Regions from separate parts of the Mus musculus genome. Here region 2 is linked to region 1. The links are chromatin contacts, called in public promoter capture Hi-C maps. All regions are on one chromosome and are shown on one strand. Each heading gives the region's core, a stretch centred on a gene start, on an enhancer-like site or on the middle of the called end of the contact. The rest is flanking DNA. Distances are from core to core; before and after follow the strand shown.

Evidence for each region. Capture Hi-C pulls out chosen DNA fragments and counts their contacts.
Region 2: a promoter capture Hi-C map of adipose tissue shows a contact between it and region 1. The contact joins the promoter of Gipc1 here to the promoter of Ndufb7 in region 1. A contact is called at or near these places in 3 of 39 promoter capture datasets (embryonic stem cells, liver and pre-B cells), 6 of 484 Hi-C or Micro-C datasets (the C2C12 cell line, embryonic stem cells, muscle stem cells and 2 more), 3 of 115 datasets of contacts at active chromatin or transcription factors (all in embryonic stem cells) and 3 of 9 other capture datasets (adipose tissue, liver and pancreatic islet).

The regions. Positions count from the first base shown.
Region 1 is chr8:83,564,614-83,571,647 of GRCm38.p6, reverse strand. It overlaps Ndufb7 (NADH:ubiquinone oxidoreductase subunit B7), which reads right to left and starts at 4,890. Exons shown (of 3, transcript NM_025843.3): 1 at 4,718-4,890; 2 at 650-818; 3 at 25-215. The coding sequence starts at 4,829. The coding sequence ends at 83.
Region 2 is chr8:83,651,423-83,657,797 of GRCm38.p6, reverse strand. Gipc1 (GIPC PDZ domain containing family, member 1) reads right to left here and starts at 5,120. Exons shown (of 7, transcript NM_018771.3): 1 at 5,061-5,120.

The sequences.
Region 1 (7,034 bases), core at 3,641-6,140:
CTTGAAGTAGCACAGATGAAGTTTAGGCAGGTGACCCAAAGCTTTTATTTCACTGATAGGTCCACAGGCTGGCGGGTAATCCCTACAGGGCCACCTCAGGGCCCACCTCTCCTTCTCCCTGGCCTTGGGCTACCCGTGCTTCCTTCAGTGCCCTTCGCTTCTTCCTTTGGAGCAGTCGCCGCTCACGTTCAAACTCCTTCATGCGTTTCACGTAACTGTGGGCAGAACATAGAGGGTCTCAGTGCCATAGGTTTTGTCTTGAGTCCATTCCAGCCACCTGGAAGCCCTTGCTAGGGGTGAGGCCTCCCCCAGGAATTCTGACTTGGCCCCTGTCCTAGGTGGCTCCAGCCTCTTCCCATGCCCATGTGGGTGGCTGTGGTGCAGTGTGGGTGGCTGTGGTGTGGGTGGCCGAGGTGTGGATAGCTGAGTTGTGGTGTGGATAGCTGTGGAGAAGGTGGCCGTGGGGTGGATGGCTGCAGTGTGGATAGCTGTGGTGTGGATAGCTGTGGAGAAGGTGGCCGTGGGGTGGATGGCTGCAGTGTGGATAGCTGTGGTGTGGATAGCTGTGGAGAAGGTGGCCGTGGGGTGGATGGCTGCAGTGTGGATGGCTGTGGTGTGGGTGGGGCGGGTGGGGGCGGGGCGGGCTCACTCCAGGTGCTCGCAGTAGTCCCAGTCGTGCTGCTCGTGCTTGCAGGCCAGGAAGTTGGGGAAGCTGTCTCGCTTGCACTTCAGCAGCCGGATGAGGTAGTGGGCACAGTAGTCACGTTGCTGCAGTGTCAGCTGGGCATCCATCATCTCTTGTTGTGTGGCCACCATCACTGTGGGGAGTGGTGAGGCTCAGCCCTGCAGCCAGCCCCACCTCCACAGACCCCGGTGTGCACATGGCACAAACGGAAGCCAGACACAGTATGGCTTAGCAGAACCCATCTGGATTATGGCTGCACCCTGACAGGAAGGGTGACTCCTCGTCCCCTATGTCCTAAACAGCAATAAAGAACTCTGATGTCCCTTCATCTAGAGATGCTGTCTCCCAGAGAGCTCAGCTCACCTTCCCCAGCCCCTAAGCCATATGGAACCTGAATTTCAGCTTTTCAGTGGGTACTGGGGCCTCTCAGCCTTTGCTCCCCCACTGGAAGATGCCAGTCCCAGCACAGAAGGTGCCGGGCTGTCCACTAAGTCAACAGAGCTGTGGTAACAGGAAGCGTCTTTGGAGCATCATTGGGGTGCCGGTGTGATCAGCGTAGCATGTGCTCACACAAACCAAGGTCCGTCACTAGCTTATAGGACTTATAGCATTCACTGTTTGGAGTCTGATGTTGACAAAAGGCCACCACATAGCATGTGTGTGTGTGTTAAGTAAGCCTCGGGTAGATCAGCTATCACTGGCAAGCCTGACCCTTCAGGAGTGTTTAGTAATAGAAACTCGCCAGCCTGTCTCCACTATGGCCCTCAACCACATACCTGCTTTGCTGGGTCTGTAGGCCTATCTCCTCTCCACCTGGGTGGGCCTCAGTCCTATTTCATTGCACTAAAACATATTCTATTAGAGGTGGTGGTGGTGGTGGTATACACCTTTGATCTTAGCACTTGGGAGGCAGAGGCAGGCAGATCTCCAAGTTCAAGGCCAGCCTGGTCTAAAGGACAGCAAGGACTACACAGAAACCCTGTCTTGAAAACCAAACCAAACAAGCTGGCTAGAGAGCTGGCTTAGCATGTATTGCTCCTGCAGAAAACTGGGGGTGGGGGTGGGGTGGGGTGGGCAGCTCTCACCACTGCCGATAACTCCAGCTCCAGGGATCCACTGCCCTCTCTGCCCTTATCTGGCACCTGAACCCTTATGTCCAAATGTCTATTCAGACCATTAAAAACAAAAAGAACCTTAAAAAAATACACAGAAACCGGTTGGAGTTAAGTCAGTGGTAGCTTGTGTGAGGCCTTGGGAAAACCTTAGCCCTGCACAGCCACTGCATGCTCCAATCACCTGCTGGCCTTCCTCTGGGGTGGGGTGGGGTGGGGGTATCCAATTCCTGTCAGGGCTGTTGTCTCCCATTATGCTTCCAGCTACCGTCCTTTCTTACATGGTCTCAGGTCCTTGTCCCCTTTTTTGGGCTTCTCACCTGGTGCCCAGACGTGCCTCAGCAGGGTTGCATGTCACCCAGATAGGCTTTCTCTGCCTTCTGTGTTGCTCTCTCTCTGGAGCTCCCGAGCCCAGCAGCAGCCACCTGCTTCTTTACAGCTTTGACCGCACTTCTGACTGTTGATGCTACAGTAGGCTGATGAGGCCAACCTGGTCCCTCCACTCTGCACCTCTGTACTCCAGGCCCAGGGCTCAAATCACAGGCAGGCTCTTGCCAGAGTTACTCACCCTGGAGCTCGGGTTAGCAACTCAAGCTCTGGCCTCTCATTTCCAGTTCACAAGAGGCCAGCAGCAAGCCTTTAGCACACTGTTGCCTGCTAAGCTGCAGGAATGTAGGAGGGAACCAGGCAAATAGATGGTCTCCCTCTTCAGAGGGACACAAAGTAGGCTGAGCACACTGTCTTTGAATGGCTGGCAGCCTTACTGACTGCAGAGGGCAAACCAAACCCAACCAAAACCAGAGTTAGGAAGTGCTGGAAAGTGGGCCATGAGGCAAGGGCCGAGTCGGGCAGATGCCTGGGGCAAGAACATCTCAGGTAGAAGGGGGCCAAAGCCTTGAGGCAGCAGGCACCTTTCCTGCTTCCGGGTTTTGACCTAAGCTCAGGGAAAGGTAGAGCTGTCCTTGACAGTGACTGGGAAGGTGAGCACGGTAGGCTTAAGGGGAGGACAGAGCTGAGACTCAAAGAGTACAAGACAGACATTGAAGACAGAGGGGTACAGCCAGCAATCTCGGCACTCAGGAGCCTGAGGTAAGAGTTTTGAGACTAGCCTGTGCTACACAGCAAGATCCTGTCTCAAAAGGAAAATAAAACCCAGGCTGGGCTTGTTGGCTTACTCCTGTGATCTCAACACTCAGAGGTTGGCCAGCCTGTGCTACAGAGTGAAACCCTATCTTAAAAATTAAGGTGTCAGTGGAAGGGGGTGGTGGCTCCTGGGGGAGGAAAGGGGATGTGATTTCAGGAGGACACTCTGCAGACTTCTGGCCGTCAATGCACACGAGTGCTCACATACACATGTACCACTAATAAAGCCCTAAAATTCAGAAAACAAAAGTCAGCAATGTCATTTATAAGTTCAAGGTTAAGGCTCCCCTTGGAGATCAAGTGGACAGCACTGGTGTACACCACACAGTTGTGAGCTGCCTCCAGGGCAGAACAAAGGAGGCAGCAGCTTCAAGGCAGTCAAGGGAGCCGAGGAACAATCAGTGAGAGTGCGCAGGGAAGTGGAGGTGAGCAAGGTAGAGGTGGGGAATGACAGGTGGAGCTGGGGCTGGCTGGGAGCCTTGAGAGGAGCCCTTCAGTAACGGGGATTTTTATACTTAGGTTTTGAGACAGGATTGCTATCCATCCCAGGAACTCATGATGTTCCTGTGGGGGTGTTTCAAAACCATGGACAGGAGCCTGATGAGAGGTTCGGGAGCAGGATCCTTTCATTGTAGAGGGTGGATGGAGGATATAAAGGGGTGTGTGTGTGTGTGTGGGGGGGGGTTCACCTGGAATGGGGACTCCGCCAGGCTAGGGACAAGTCATTTGGAAGGAGTTTGGAGATGCATGGGTGTGGGAGCAGGAGCTACTCTTGCTTTCTCACAAGAGCTTGCCTAAGATGAAGAGGCAGTGAAGAACTATAGAAGCAACAATGTAGGCTATAGCATCCCTGAGCACCACTGGGCCTATGAGCTCTGTGCTCCCGAGGCCAAAGGGAAAGGACTGTGAGTTAGAGACTAGTCTGACTCAAAAATAAGAAGGGGGTCTGGAGTGAGGAAGCAACTTGGAGACCAGGTCAGCAGGGCCAGCTGAGTTTTACCAGGGTTTTGGATTAGCCAAGCAAGAGAGGCGGCCAGGGAGTGCTGTATTTTCAAAATGACTATGGGCAAAGCAGGGTGTCAGGTGGGTAAATGTTCTGCAGATTCAGTACTGACGGAGCCATCTTCTAGTCGACACTACAACCTTTTGGTAAGGCAAGTCATTTGTGTCTTTCCCCTGCTTACAAGTGGGGCTCTGTCCCTCCCTGGTACCAGCTTCATCAATCTCATATACACCCCTTTTAGCCTGTGCTTCTACACTCTTAAATTTGCTTCCCAGATCTTTTTGGACACGCTGCTTTGTCCAGGGGGCTCCCTGAAGACAGCGCCAGTGGCTCTCTGCTACCCTGGGGCATCCCAAGTGCCAAACTAGGACTTTGTCCAGAGCTGTCACTCTGATTTTCCTATACAGGAAGAATGAGAACCTTGCGAGTACACACAGGCCTTGGGTTCCTCCCCCAGCACCATCACACTAGACAGGACAAGGAGCATGATCGCTCCAGCCCCCCAACCTTGTATTATTGTACGTAACCAAATGCTAGTGACAATGTATGGAGATGCAAAGAACATGTCCTAGGCTCCGCGCTGTGCCCAGGACGAAGTGCACCGGGGCAGTCTCATCTTCCCGTTCTCTGCTGTCTCGTCCCAGCCTTTTGCTTTAGCCATCCCCGCACAGCCTCCACACTCAAGGAGGTCGCCCTCCCGACTCGACCCGGCCCTCCGCAAGCAGGCAGCTGAGTTCCGCGGGATCTGCGGTCGCGCCTGCGCACTGAGCTCACCTCGCTCCTTGCGCTCCGGAAAGCCGAGGTCCGGCGGGAAGCTGGGTATCTTCTCGGGGTCAGGCTCCACCGAGGCATCCCACAGATAGCGCCGGGTCAGGTGCGCCCCCATGGCTACTCTGCCTTACCCTTCTTTAGTAGCCGGGGTCACCTCGCTCCCACCTGGAAGCACTGCCCCTTCAGTGTCTTCCGGGTCATCTAGGCTGCGGCGGGGGTCATAGAGATGAACGATGGAACGCTTCCTGGCTCGCTGACACCCCCTGGCGGTGTGGAGGAGACAGAGCGGGTGCGGCGAACGCCAGTTGGCTAGAAGGCCAGGCTGGCCAGGGAGTTGCAGGGAGGAGTGCGGGTGTGGAAGCGGGGAGGTGGCAGGGTCCCCTGTGCTCTGCCCAGTGCTAGGATTATAAATGTGTGCCACCAAGCCTGCTGTATACATGTGTATACATGGGTACTGTGGACACCCTGGACCGAACCATCTTCCGCGTTCCTCTTCCTCCTCCTCTTTTTTTTTTTTTTCTTAAATTAATTTTTTTTTCTGGTTTTAGGATAGACCCCCAGGCCTAGCATATGGTAGATAAGTGCTTTCCCACAGATATACACTACCATTTCCAACACTCGAACTTCCAAACACTTTCCCTAGGTTTGTCGGTGTGAGTGCACATACGTAGGTGTGCTTATGAGTGCATTTGGTGGTCAGAGGTCAATTTCTGGGGTCATTACTCTGTCTCTGTCCAACTTGTTTGAGACACTGTCTCCCACTGGCTTTGAACCCTTCAAGTAGGTGAGGCTGGCTGTCTAGAAGGCCCGAGAGATTTAACCGGGCACCCTGTCTGTGGTTCTGGAATTTCAAGCGTGTGCCCCCACACCAGGAGTTTTCTTACATGGGGTTTGGGGACTGAATTGAGTTCTTTATGTTGGTAAAGCAATCACAGTAATGACTGAGCCCTCCTTCCAGTCGTTGTTCTTCTAAAATGAATACTTTGTGATCCTGGTCTAGAACATGGTAAATGAAGGCTTTACCACTGAAGCCTGTCCGTAGTGCCCAATCCTGACCAGAGAGGGCGCAGCCAACCTGATGGTCTTAAAAGCTCTTGGTCTAGAGCTTCTGAAGGAACCACTCTCTTCCTTGCTCCTAAGTGTCTGTCAGGGTGTGTCCTCTCTTGGCTTGCTCTCTCCTCTCATCCAGGACAGCTTATTTGACTCAGACTAAGCACACCTCTCTGTTCAGAGCTCCCCAAGGCGGGCTGGTCTGTAAGCCCCAGGGATCCTCTTGTCTTTGTCTCCTCTGGGCTGCCATGCCCAGCGTCTGTTTTACATGGTATTTTAGTTAGGGTTTCCATTGCTGTGATGAAATACCACCAGAAGCCATTTGGGGAGGTAAGTGTTTTACTTCCCGGTCTGGAATGCAGTATGTCCTGACGGGAATGTCCTGATGGGAAGTCAGGACAGGAACACAGACCCTGGAGGCAGGAACTGACACAGTGGCCACCCAGGAGTGCTGCTTACTGGCATTCTCAGGCTGCTTTCTTTTCTTTGTATAGGGTTTCTCTGTATAGCCCTGGCTGTCTTGGAACTCACTTTGTAGACCAGGCTGGCCTCGAACTCAGAAATCCGCCTGCCTCTGCCTCCCAAGTGCTGGGATTAAAGGCATGCGCCACCACCGCCTGGCTCAGGCTGCTTTCTTTTAGTACCCATGGCCACCACCTCAGGGGTTACACCACATGTCAACCACTAAATAAAATGTACAAAAAAAAAAAGGAAAAAAAAAAAAGAGAAGAAAAGAAAAAGAAAGAAAGAAAATGTACTCCAGACTTGCCTTTGGCCAATCTGGTGGGGTGTTTTCTCAGCTGAGGCTCTCTCTTCCACAGTGACTCTAACCTATGTCAAGTTGACATAAAAAGCAGGTAGCACAGTGTGGCTTCTTGAGATCAAACATAGGTCTTTGCCTTTGTGAGACAGTACTTTAAAACTGAGTGGCTTAGTTAGGGTTTTATCACTGTGAAGAAACAAAGAAAACATTTAATTGGGGCTGGTTTATGGTTTCAGAGGTTCAGTCTGTTATCATCATGGTGGGAAGCATGGCAGCATCCAGGCAGGCCTGGTGCTGGAGAAGGAGCTGAGCGTTCTGCACCTTGGTCTGAAGGCAGCCAGGAGGAGCCTCTCTTCTCCACTGGACAGAGCTTGAGCACATACATGTTGTCTTTCCCCCTCCCTGTCTCTCTTTCTTGTCTATGTCTCTGTGACGTGCAAACACTCTGTCTTTGTGTCAGACATATACTCTGTGTCTCTGTCTCCATGTACACACACACAATTCACG
Region 2 (6,375 bases), core at 3,871-6,370, 86 kb before region 1:
GTAGCTGGGAAGGCACAGAGCCCTGTAGTAAAGAACTTCACATTCAGCGCATCTCTGAAGGGTGTGGCTGGAGTGGACGGAAGGAGGGAGGGAGGGAGGGAGGAGAAAGGGGGGCAAGAGAAGGTGGCATTTTTCTTCTGGTAGTGCTGGGATGGGGCTAGGCCTCTTGAACACTAGGTAAATAATCATGGACCACACCCAGACCCTGATTTCATTTTCAAGTCACTTGTTGTCCAAAGCAAAAAAAAAAAAAGCCACAACACAAGCTCCCTCAAGGGTGCTTCATTTGCAATACCCCAGGGAGTTCCTTGGCCTGACACAGATCCTCAGGGACATTTCACCTTCTTGTCTTCCCCCTCCCCCACCAGGTAGCTCAGGCTGGCCTCAAACTTGCTATAGCCAAAGTTGACCTTGAACTTGTGATCCCCGCCTCATCCTCCAGAGTGCTAGGGACACAGGTGTACATTACCACACCTGGCTAAATTCATCTCTCTTATTTTGAGGCAGGGTCACACTAAGTAGCATAGGCTGGCCTTGAACTCCTGATCCTCCTCCTCCTCAGCTTCCGTACCAAACTCCACTTCCTGTGGACTAGGAACTGCCTGTGCTCTGCAGAGCCTCTCCTGAGGAAGGGCACCCAGCTGGCTGGTTCACATCCTCCTGAGAGGGTTCCCTGCTCAGCCATGCTCTCTTCTCACTTCCGGAACGCTATCCATCCCACTCATCCACACAACAAGCGGCCTCTGGGTCTTCAGGCTTCCGGTTACCCTCCAGTTTCCTGTCAAGACAGCAGCCAGAATGACCCTATAAACAGTCACTTCCTTCTCTGCTCTGATCCCCCAGGCACCCACTGTCATTTATGCCCACGTGGCCTGCTCTTCCTTAGCCGCTGGGGCCTCTTCCATGCTGCTGCTCAGATAGTTAGGCCAGAGCTAGCTGCCCGCACCCTCCCTTACCCTTCAGCTGGGATGGGTATTTTATGTCTTTGTCCACTGCTAAGGGAGAGCTCTGTCACTAATGTCTGCCCCTCAGTATGGGGAACACTGGCTGCACAGAGCAGCACAGGCCATCTCCCCAGATCACACGCCCTGCTCCTGACCCTTATCTTGCTGGCAGCACATTGCCTGGCAGGGGGCGCTGCGACTACTCTCTGTCCATTTGCTTTTGTACTCTGGGATAATCAATAGTGCCCGATGCCTTCTTATACATCTTTAATGTTCTTGATTGGCTTTTTTGTGAATTGCCTGTTAACTCTCTGTTACTTTGTTTTTGGTTTCGAGACAGGGTTTCTCTGTGTAGGCTGTTCTGGGACTCGAGCTTTATACACCAGGCTGGCCTCGAACTCAGAGATCTGCGGGGATTAAGGGCGTGCACCACCACCCGTTTTCTTTTTCATCAACTTAAGCATTTTGTTTACACTTATCTACCTGATGTGTATGTGTGCACGCCTCAGAGAACAACTTAGCTGACTTACTTCTTTCCCTCCACCATGTTGGTCCTGGAGGTCAAACTCAGGTCACCAAGTTTGGCGGCAACTGCCTTTACCCACCGAGCCATCTCACCTTCTGCCCACCATGGGTGCTGGGAACCAAATTCCGATTCCCGAGAAGAGCTTCAAGCACTCTCAATGGCCGAGCCATGTCTCCAGGCCCTATGTGCTCATTCATGGATGTGCAGGCACATTTGGAGGTTAGAGGCCGACCTTGGCTACTGTTCTCCAAGAGTCATTACTTTGCTTAAAAATTTTACTGAAGCTGGTTCAGCGGTCAAGAGCATTGCCTAGTCTCCCAAAGGACCTGGGTTCGAATCTCAGCATCTACATGGCAGCTCATAACTGTCTCTAACTCCAGCTTCAGGGAGAATCTGACGCCCTCTTGAGAGCACAGGCATGAGTGCTGGTGACCCATCCACACACATAAAAAATGATCACTCTGAGGCTAGGTTGGTTAACACAGCAAGAACACGGCAAGTTCTTGGACAACCAGAACTACGCAGTGAGACCCTGTCTCAAAACAAAAACAAAAACGAAAAAAACAAGAACAAAAAACCAAAAATCACACTTGTGTGCACGTGTGTTGCCACAATGTGAGTGCAGAAACTGTAGGAGTCAGTGCTTTCCTCTACCATGTGGGTCCCAAGGATCAAACTCAGGTCCCAGCTTGGCAGCAGGGGCCTTTACTTTGCTGAGCCATCTCGCCAGTGTGCCCACTCTATTTACACTGGGAAGTCAACTCAGAGTCTCCCATATGCTAGGCAAAGACTCTAGCACTAAGTTATAGCCCGTATCCCCAGCCCTACTTTGTCTGAGACAGGGTCTCTCCTGGGACTGAGTCCTCCACTTAGGTCAGCTGGCCAATGAGCCCCACACATCTTCCTGTTTATGTCCCCAGTGCTGGGGTAACAACAGCAAGCCACCATGCCTGGCACTTCCATGTGGGTCCTGACTGTCAAATTCTGCTGGCCCAGCAAGCACTCTACCACATGAGCTACCTCCTCTGTCTACATGGCTTCTGTATGGGTTTTGTTCTGAGGAAAATGAATGGCTCAAGAATTAGAACTGAAGACCCTGAGGTGTGGTGTGGTGGCCTGGATGCAAGCCCCACCCTTGCCACTTAACAGTGGCACAGACAAAGCCAAGCTGCTTAACTTCATGAGGCCCCAGTTTCCGCATCTGAAAATCTGGCAGAAGTCACATTTCTCGGGGTAACTTCTGGGATGTGGAAGTGCTCATCAGTTCAGGAAATGTTATTATTTGCAAGGGAAACTAGTACCTTTTATCTGCAAGGAGGGTGGGTACTCTACTGATGAGCCATGCCCCCTCCTCCACGCCTCACTGACTGATTTTAGGCAGGGGCTGTACCGCTGAGCCACGCCTCCAGAACCTTACATCCTCCCTTCCCTGGCCCAAGAGCACCCCAGTTCCTACGCCTGGCCCAAGAGCACCCCAGTTCCTACGCCTGGCAAGGCCTTTTCCAGAATTCTCCAGGCAGCTGGCTTGCCTCAGCCCACTGAAGAGTTTCCCATGGTCTACAGGACTTAGGCCTATGAACTTATATGCTACCCTGACAACATAGCTCATCTTCCAAGCTCTCGGCAGTTATTGATCTTTATGTCTCTAGTTTCTAAGTTTGTTTTTTTGTTTTTTTATGCGAATGAGACTGCATGTCTGTCTGTCTGAACCACTTGTGAGCCTGGACCACGTGGGTGCTGGGCATCAAACTCCCAGTATGTGTTCTCCAGCACCTGCGTCTCTATTTCAGAATGTAAACCAGATGGTAACATTCATATTATGTATTTGACCTGACAAAGGGATCCCACAGTATAGGGGAAAACAAGAAAGAAAGAAAGAAAGAAAGAAAGAAAGAAAGAAAGAAAGAAAGAAAGAAAGAAAGAAAGAAAGGAGGGAGGGAGGGAGGGAGGGAGGGAGGGAGGGAGGGAGGGAGGGAGGGAGGGAGGGAGGGAGGGAGGGAGGGAGGGAAGATAGATAGATAGATAGATATGTCCTGTGTACCAGGCATAGCAAACTCCCGTGAATCACATCTCTAGCTTTATTACTTGTGTCGCTATTGGACGCTTTGCTCTGCCCAGGTTTTGTGTGTGTGTGTGTGTGTGTGTTTTCCAGGACCCTGGTGCCCAGTGATGCTGAGACCACGCAGCACTTCTTACAAGGATCTACAATGGCTGCCTGTTACCTGGTTGTCTGTTCCCTACCAGACTGCAGGAAATTCTGTCCCGTGTTTGGAGTCCTCTAAGCAAAATATGCTGTCAGGCACAGTGGCTGCTCAGTATCTGTAGGTGATGGGTGTGTAGTTCAGGCGTAGGGCACCTGCCTAGCGTGTGAAACCTCGGTCGGGTTCCACAAGGGCTGAATTGTAGAATGAATGTCTTACATCCCCGACTGCCTGTGGTTCAAACCCCCACAACATGACTGCTAGAGAGCTAAGTGTGTGCGTCTCTCCAGTCTGTCTGCAAGGAGCTGAAGGGAAGTGGGTTGGATGGATTTCCGGAGTCCAGCACTCTCATCCCAAAAAGGGCCTGAAACTCTGCAACCCCCGCAGTCACAGAAAAGCCAAGTGGGGGGAGCAGGAAACGGGTTGTTCCAGGGGCTCAGATAACGCCTGGCTTAGGGGACACCACACCTGCCCCGGTCGTCCCTCCCTCCTAACCCCGGGCACAGCATTGCTTCGGGGAGGAAGGCAGGAGCTTCTGATTCATTCTTGAAAAACCGGATCCTGAAGGTTTCATCTCTCCAGTGTTTCCGGGGCGGGGGCTGAGGGGCGTGAATGCACAGCTTGACCGGTCTTGGCCGCCTGTAGCCCCCGCGCTCCCCAGACACCAAGTCTCTATACTTCCAGTCATCCCTTTAACAGTGGAGAGTGGACAGGGTAGGTGGAAAGGAAATGGGGTTAAACGACCCATGGTATTTGGGCCTTGCCTCTCCAGCTCAGAGAAGGGACACGAGGGCAACCTGGAAGCTGTCTAGTGACCCGTGGGCGAGGAGAGGAAAGCAAAACCCAGCAGGTGCGGCTCCGAAGTGAATATGGGGGTGGCGGTGGGCGTGAGTCTAGGGGCTGATCTCTGGGACTAGTTTCTGGACTCAAAGGATACGGGTCCCTAAGCCCCATGGGTCATTTACTAGCTGTGTGACCTTGAGTAAGTTACTCCACCTCTCTGGCACTAGTGCCTCACTTCTAAAACAAGTTAATAACCCCTCCCAGGAGGGTGTTTTGATTCAACTGAGCTGTGCAGCATAAGCGCCGGACGAGGAAACACCGATCCGGGCTTGCGAGGGGGAGTCATTAAACTAGTGCTGCGGTTGTTACTGTTATCCCGACCTGGGTCTCGGTGTTCCCCCCAGCCAGCTTTGGGAAGAGGCCTGGGAAGGGTCGGGAACACTGACCCACCACCAACAGGGAGCGTCCTGGGAGCAGAGAGCAGAGGCGGACGGGAGGCCCGGCCAGCGGGGAGGGGTCCGTGTTTGGGGTCCCGACGCGGCCAGCTCCACCCCACCGCCACGGCTCCACGCCCTGGAGGCCGCCCCCCGGGCGGGGGACACTCACCTGCGCCGCCGCCACCGCGCGCGCCCTGCTCGGTCCTCTCGAAACTCCGCCCGGCTTCTCCCTGGGCCTCCGGGACTTGGGCGGGGCCGGCGTCCCGGGCGGACTAATCAGCGACGGCCGTGTGCACTCGCGACCAATGGGCGCCTCCCGTCGGAACGCTCCAGAGGGATCCCTCCGCCGCGCCTCGGGCTCCCCCCATTGTGCGAGCAGTGGTCCAACCTTACTCGCTCTAAATAGGGAAGGGCTGAACCATTGTGAGGCTGCAAGGGTTGGGAGACGGCGGGGGAGCTGGCAGCGAGAGTCAGATGACCGGGTTTGGAGGACTGAGTTCTGTATCCAGGAAAGCGCGGTTTTTGAGAGGTCAGCGAGAGGCTGGAGGGCAGCCCCAAGCCCCTCTTCCCTCCCAGAAAGATGCTTTGATTCCAGAGGGTGGACCACAGTGAATAGGGAGGGTCCCGCGTGTCTCCGCTTCTTCCACTCTACACAATAGACAAAGGCGATCGCGCATTCATTCAGTCTTTCAATATTTAAGTGCCCCTGCCTGGTACCAGGCTCGGTCCTGTCTCTATAGACACAAGGATGGAGTATACACAATGTTAGATACAGGGTGTGCAAAGGCTCCGAAGCTGCACAGAGAGCTGCAGAGCACTTCGCAAGCAAAATTGTGTAAGACTCTATGGAACGTATCAGAACAGTAGAACACTCGACTTGTCAATTGAGCACCTACTGTACGGAATCGAAGCTAGTGACCAACCAGTCCAGGCTTCTACCCTCAGGGACAATGGACTCTTTCTCCCCCTTCTCCTTCGTTCTTCTAGGTGCTCTAAGGTTGAACGTAGGCCCAGTTCCTCCTCCTCTTGGAGGATCAGCTATTGGGTCAAGTGCTCAAGGTTGAGGCACTGTTACTGGTGGATGCTAGGCTGACAATCTACCTTCAAGTCACTTCTCCTGCTTCCCTTTTATGAGTTTATCTCCATCTAACTCTGAGTTTACTGTGCGTACACTTTGTCATCCACTTTCTTACCTTTTTTTTAAAAAAAGATTTATATTATATTTATTATTATATCTAAGCGCACTGTTGCTGTCTTCAGAAGAGGGCATCAGATGTCATTACAGACGGTTGTGAGCCACCATGTGGTTGCTGGGATTTGAACTCAGAACCTTCAGAAAAGCAGTCAGTGCTCTTAACTGCTGAGCCATCTCTCCAGCCCCCACTTTCTTACCTTTTAACCCCCCACACACACACATACACACGCAGAGAGTGAGGAAGAGAGAAGGGAGGGAGAAAGAGGGAGGAACAGAGAGAGAGGGAGGG